Linked DNA regions of Mus musculus: region 1 is linked to region 2. Evidence: chromatin contacts called from public Micro-C data. All regions are on one chromosome and are shown on one strand. The core of a region is the stretch at or near the end of the contact, and the rest is flanking DNA. Distances in the headings are between cores, read along the strand shown. Region 1 holds the start of Clcn3 (chloride channel, voltage-sensitive 3). Region 2 overlaps Clcn3 (chloride channel, voltage-sensitive 3).

Region 1 (3,116 bases), core at 492-2,991, 33 kb after region 2:
CCACAGAGATCAAATCTGGCTTCCTGAGAAGTCTGAAAATTATTACCAACTTGTCACAACAGGAAACAGAAAGCCTATCACCAACATGACCTGGACATTTGCCATTTTTCTACCAAAAAGCCCAGAACTTTAACAAATCTGTTCTTCTGAACTCCATATATTCAGAATCAGAATAATTCTTTAAAGTTTTCATAAGGTACATAGACGGCACTATTTCCAAGCAATGACCTTAGTTATTTATACTGACCTCTTAAAATAATTTGAGCTGCCACTCAAAGAGAGGCTTTGAAGTAAGTAGCAAAGGGAGAGGAAGGGGCAGGGGTTGAACAGTATCTGTGATAAATTCTGTCAACACCATATAAACATTCAATGTGAGAAAATACCCATACGTCATACACTTAAATTTAAAGCCATATTTAAAAAACAACAAACAACACATCAGCAGAAACAGCACCTCTCAAAACTGCTCAACAACATCCACATAAGCATTGGACTTCTTGTATATACTCCCGAACTGAAAAACCATTTTTTTTTTTTGTAATTTACAGAGGTATGTAAAACTGACCCAAGGAAAATAATCTAAATTTTTCATGGGTAAAAAGTACATCTACAAAGTATCAGTTATATATAAGCCACAGTGATCGTGCAGGAACTGAATACACGGCTCAAAAAAAGTTTGCAGAACTGAACTTTTTAAATTTTATACTCGCACACGCGGAGAGGTATTAAAAGGTTTGGTCCAATTGTCTTAAAGAGTCATCCTTTTCAAAGGAAATCGAAATCTCGGCCTAGAATTAGAACACACCCGATGAATATGCAATTAACTTCCTTGTGGTCTAATTTTAAAACGCCATACTTTAAATAAAGCACACAGGACGAAAAGTTCTCTAAAGTAACTTCTGTTTCAACAAGTTTACTACCAAAACGCAAATATCCACACAAAAAATGATTTGATATGCATAAGTCTAAAGACCAAATAAGATAAAATAAAAAAACCTAAACGTTTTTAAACTTGAGCAAACTGTAAATTCAAGACTAATTCTGTGCTGGTTCCTAGTTTTTAATTCTACGTATAGGTCCTTCGAAGGTTCCGGGAGGGAACAGGAGAGATTTTAATGGGCTGGACAGCAGGTAGGTGGGCACCTCGGCCAGAGCCCGGCCTCGCGGTCCACCGTCAAGGCGTGAAGCTGACAGCTGGCGACTCACCTTGCAGCTCAGAGGCATAGCAAGCTGGGCGGCTGGTGGCTGCGCTGCCTGTGGACCCCGCATCTGCTTGCGATCGCGCGCCAGCCGCCCCGGGAGCTTCACCGGGACACCGCTGCCGGGTGGCCACCCCGGCGGACTTTACTGCTACCGGCCTTTCAGGAGAGGTTACGTAAAGGCGGCCAGGTGGGACCGGCGGAGGCTGGTTTCAGGGTGAAGTTCAATCCTCCGGCTCCAGCGGGCCCTCAAACCAACCCGCCTCTGCCCCGACTGGAGGCTCACTGCGCTCTCCAAGGACTACAGGAGCAGTCGCGCTCCACCTCGGGAGGAAAGTAACGCGGTTCTCACGCCTCCGCCCACTCCAGCCTCATCCTCCGGACAGACGGACGGACGGCCCGCCCCGAGCGCACCGGCAACGAGCTGGCGAGGTGACAGCCGAGCGATTCCGCGACCAGCCCTGACCCGCTGAACTGGAAGAGAAGCTGCAGGAGTCGGAGCCCGACAGGTGCGTCGCACGCGCGTGACGTCAGCGCGTTGACGTGAACGGCCGCTCGGCGTCCCACCGTCCAAGCACTTCCACGGCCGCACTGGGAGGCACCTCTGCGCCTATTGGTCGGAATGGAGCGATGGGCGTGACCAGGGCGTGGCCGGGAGAAGACCTCCTAGGGGAGCCTCGAAGGCCACGCTGGGCGGCCGAGGTGCCACCTGCTCTCACGTCGCTCACGTTCTCCCCGGCGGAGAAAGCGCTTCGGAAGTGTGCGGTCCCCGGCATCGTGGCAATGCCTGGCTTCCGCTCAGCGGTGAGAAGCCGAAGCAGGCGGAAGCGAGCGTATGACCCCCGGGGTTCCAGAGCCGCGTCTAATGCTACAGGGCCTGTAATGGTGTACAGAGTGTACTACGGTATCATCCAGCCTTATGCGCCGTCGCAGGTTATGCGCTTTAACAAAAAAATACCAAAGAAAATCCTGATGAGTCCAAATTTAGACACCATGCATTTCCAAAGAGCTGAGGGTTCCACGTGGTCTTACATACTGGGTTCCTGTCGTGTGTCACAATATATAGGAAGCCTGTTCCCCTTGCTCAAGGAGCTGTATTGTGACTCAGCAGGGAGGTGCATAAATAAATTCCTGGCCTCGGCCAGAGCTTGCCCAAGAGCCTGGTGAACAGGTAGGTGCAGTGTTTGTAACTGGACAAGACCTGTGGGACCAGGATGGCAGTCGCCACTGGGTGGCAGAATTAAGACATGTCTTGGTTGAGTGTCTCATGTATATTTATATATCGCCTAATGAATACTAATGTCCTAGTATATTTACTGTCTTACATATATTAAGTGTGACTTGAGCTCTCACTGCTGACATGTAGCCTGATTCTTTTGCAGGGGGAGCGTCTAGATTTTTTATTAAAAGCAGTAGTCATAGCCAATCGATCTATTTTCTATAAAGATGACAGATTCCTTCTGAACTGTTTTAGTTCTTTTGTGAAAGATTACTCCTTTAAGTAGACAAGAAAACTGTCTACTTATACATTTGTTTTCGTTTGTTTGTTTGGTTGGTTGGTTTTTTGGTAACACTTATACACTGATTTGTGAGAATAATTTATTTTAAAACATGTGGTGGGCACAGTTTGTGGCATACCAGAAGTGCTGTGTTCTACTTCAAGCTTGACAGAAGTAAAATACTTAATTTCTGGCATACATCCAACCACACTAGTAGTTCTCAATCTTTACTCTCTTCAGAGAAATAATTTTAACTGTTTCCAGGTTAGATGTAAGCCTTTCTGTAAGTACTCCTGAAGGAAAATGAGATTTTGTAACTTGTGATTCATGTAAAAGAGTTGTCTATGAGCCCGTGGCCTGGGGCCGAGAACAAAGCAGAACAGACAGGGCTGTTGTTAAGACATTCCTAAGAACAGCT
Region 2 (3,289 bases), core at 519-3,018:
TCATTTTGTTCTTTTATAGCCACAGAACTTTATAACGCTCAGACAACTATGGAAATAAAATGCATTTATCTGTAGAAAAATTAAGGTACATAAATATATTAAAAATATATTTCTAATAGAGAAAAATAATCTTTTCTTTTTTTAAAAAAATTTATTTTATGTAAATGAGTGCTCTATCTGTATGTACAGCTGCATGGCAGAAGAGAGCATCATATCCTAAGATAGATGGCTAAGAGCCATCACGTGGTTTCTGCGAACTGAACTCAGGACCTCTGGAAGCGCAGACAGTGCTCTAAACCACTGAGCCATTTCTCCAGCCCCAAGAATAATGCTTTGAACAAATGATGCTGAGGAACGCTATCTATGCAAAAGGATGAAACTAGATGCCCAACTCACACATACATGAACAAAAACTCAAATGTTTTGATCCAAAATTAGAATTAGCTAAAACTGCAAAACCCTAAGAAGAAAACGTAAGAGTTTTGTGACCTTGAATTAGTCAAGTAGATTTATCAACAAAGGATACATGATAAATGAGAAAAGTATATCAAGTGGGCCACATCAGAATTAAAGTAGCTTTTCCATGCAAAGGCTAGATCTATTAACTAGCTCACATCTGAAAACATTAAAAACTACTAACACTTGTGGAATATCTATTGTGCAATAGACATGATTCTTAGTACAGCTCACTCAATACATCATTATAAGGCAAGACTTATTATCTATTTTATAAATTTGAAAAACAAAGAAAGAATACAATGAAATAATATCAAGACCATAATGTAAGTAAGTAGTGGAATAAACACCCAAACCTATGCATTTATTCCAAAGTTACTGCCACTGTATTAATAATAGGGTCAAAAAACATAATTTCATGATTGGAAGATATATATTTAGGTCAAGTCTCAAGAGTAGGTTCAGAATAATTAGTCAAAAACCTCAAAAACAAAAGAGGAGAAAATGTTGTATTCCCACCCTTGGGCAGTGTTTTGCTCACAGATTATACACTGTAAAACTGCTATGCTAACAGTACAGCCCCTCTTTCACCCTCAGGGTGTTCAAGACTCATTACACCATGGAGAGCCTACCTTTGCTCATCAAACTGAACCATGCCTCTAGGTGGACACTTAGAAACTAGTTTTTAAGCCCTTAGACTGTAGCCTACAGCATCCCTAACTGATACAGCTTACAGATATGTACCTAAATAAAATCAAAGTTTAGTAAATGAAACTGTTTAGTAAGTAGTGATTTTTTCAATTTTCATTTTCTTCATCTTTTGAAAAATACTGGTAAATTTCTTTCTGACCAACATTTTAAACCTAAAAGGTTGACACAAAACTAGAGAAAAATAAATATCAAGATTATCTACTTTTCCATAAATTAAAAATCTTTATGTACCTCCTACTAAGCTTCAATGTATAGTTGATGATCTGTACTAAATGAAAACAGGATTCAGTAATAAATCCCATAGTTATACAAACAGCAAACTAATGGTTTTCTCACAGACAAACACTCAAACACCTATTTTCAAATAGAACAGGCATACCACTGCTTAATGAGATTGTCATTTATTACCTCCAGGCCAAGTTCCAAAGACACAAGGGTGAACTTGCCATTTCCAGTGTTACTGCTATCACAGCAGATAAACTTAAGCACACACTGAACACTAGGGAAGAAGGAGCCAGAAACCCATGTGTAACAGTCTCCTGACACAGTTATGTCTGTCTCGAGAGCAACAGATGCAGCCACGTATGTGTTCTCCTCTAGGAGCTTAGTAGTAAGGATCGTCATCCTAGTAAGGGGAGGAAGGGTGAATGTAGGTTGATAACAGAAGTCCCAGAGTCTGGGTAAATTAAAAAGGGTTGCGATGTGACTCATCTGGTAGCTAATCACCTAGTATGTACAAAATCTAATCCCAGCACTTGGGAGGTAGAAGCAGGAAGATCAGACAATCAAGATCATCTTCAACTACATTTCAAGGTTGCAGCCTGGACCACGTAAAACTGCTTGAAAACACAAAACGGGGTAGGAGTGGGGGTTGTCAAATATATAAAGTTCTATATGAGTGCTCTATCTGTATGTACAGCTGCAGTTAGTAAGTGATCAGTTGATAGTGGCTAGATCAATGACAGTATAAATGAAATATAACAGTATGTACTCTGAAAAATTGTTCAGTCATCCAGTCATATTTAACTACTTAAACCACAAAGACCTAGAAGCTAATACAAAAATCCCAAAGAAGGCATGCAATTAACCAGTACCCACTGCTGAGCCCACTGCCTACTTCAATGTGCTGTTTAGTTTTATGTTCTGTTGTCACCTCAATATAAATAGCAGCCTTAGACAAGGTAGCTACAAGCTCCTATGCATACTGAACGCAGGTTCAAACTTCACTTCTCATCTCTGCATATGCAATGATGCAGATACAGCATCAAAACAATTTACAAAAAAAGAAGTTAAAGTAAATTTTGTTTTGGTCTGAGTTATAAAGGAAGAAATGCACACTCATGCACTTGGACACATACAAAGGACAAAAACACCCTACATATTAAGCACAGTAATTAAAAATAAAAAACAAAATTGTAAAGTACAATTTAGGTCACTAGTGTCCTATGTAAGCACAAAACTTGCTGCAAGAAAAAAAATCAACATTGCAAATTTAGTAAATGTGGTAAGAGGTGTGCTCATCTCCTGAGATTTGAATATACAAAGCATTTCTGATGTAGGATAAGTCATGAGATGATTTAAAATAAATCATAGTAAAGTGTCTGTTTAAAATGTTTAGGATTTTTATTAAAAATGTAAATATAATGGGAAGTATAAATTTGACCACAGATCTGTTTTATAACAAATGAAGACAAATAATACTATAAAACAAGCATTAGTAATATCAAATAATTTTTTATTATTTTAATCAGAAGCCTATAGGATATCCTTTTGACAACAAGAATGCATTTAACATCTGGATTTGTACAAGTGGAAAGCTACTACAATTTCAGGAGGAAAGAAAAATGTGTTTACATTATAGGGTAGGGAAAAGATTTAAATCATCGCCTTCACTGCTGCCTCTACTCCTCACAATGAAACTTGCTGACAGATATGATGCAGCAGAGCTCATCATTCTCTGGCCAGCTCTCTACTCCCTGACACTGCACTTAGTCCATTTTCTCCACCACAGACACCTGGCAAATTCCCCTGTTCACAGAAAAATGGCCTACTTAGTACCACCTGCCAAAACACTTGTCTCTCTCTTCCTCTCCTAAAGGGCCATGGAACGCTCAGTCTAACA

What was found. A called contact is a pair of places that touch in the nucleus more often than the background predicts.
Region 1: a Micro-C map of the G1E-ER4 cell line shows a contact between it and region 2, with 4 times the contacts expected there. The contact joins the promoter of Clcn3 here to the enhancer-like site in region 2. A contact is called at or near these places in 5 of 39 promoter capture datasets (the 3T3-L1 cell line, the C10 cell line, hippocampal neurons and 2 more), 2 of 15 datasets of contacts at CTCF or cohesin (CD8 T cells and the NIH/3T3 cell line), 51 of 484 Hi-C or Micro-C datasets (the Ba/F3 cell line, the C10 cell line, CD8 T cells and 35 more), 14 of 115 datasets of contacts at active chromatin or transcription factors (CD8 T cells, the SCID.adh cell line, astrocytes and 8 more) and 3 of 9 other capture datasets (adipose tissue, liver and pancreatic islet).

The regions. Positions count from the first base shown.
Region 1 is chr8:60,981,570-60,984,685 of GRCm38.p6, forward strand. It overlaps Clcn3 (chloride channel, voltage-sensitive 3), which reads right to left and starts at 1,742. Exons shown (of 13, transcript NM_173873.1): 1 at 1,207-1,742.
Region 2 is chr8:60,948,278-60,951,566 of GRCm38.p6, forward strand. All of the region lies in intron 2 of Clcn3 (chloride channel, voltage-sensitive 3), which reads right to left. Among named protein-coding and RNA genes, the nearest start is that of Clcn3, 33 kb to the right of the region's middle. Within about 2 kb of position 1,769, at least 13 of the 459 cell types and tissues checked have an H3K27ac peak or open chromatin away from gene starts, as enhancers often do. A contact at or near this core is called in the G1E-ER4 cell line, the N1E-115 cell line and rod photoreceptor, where this site is marked.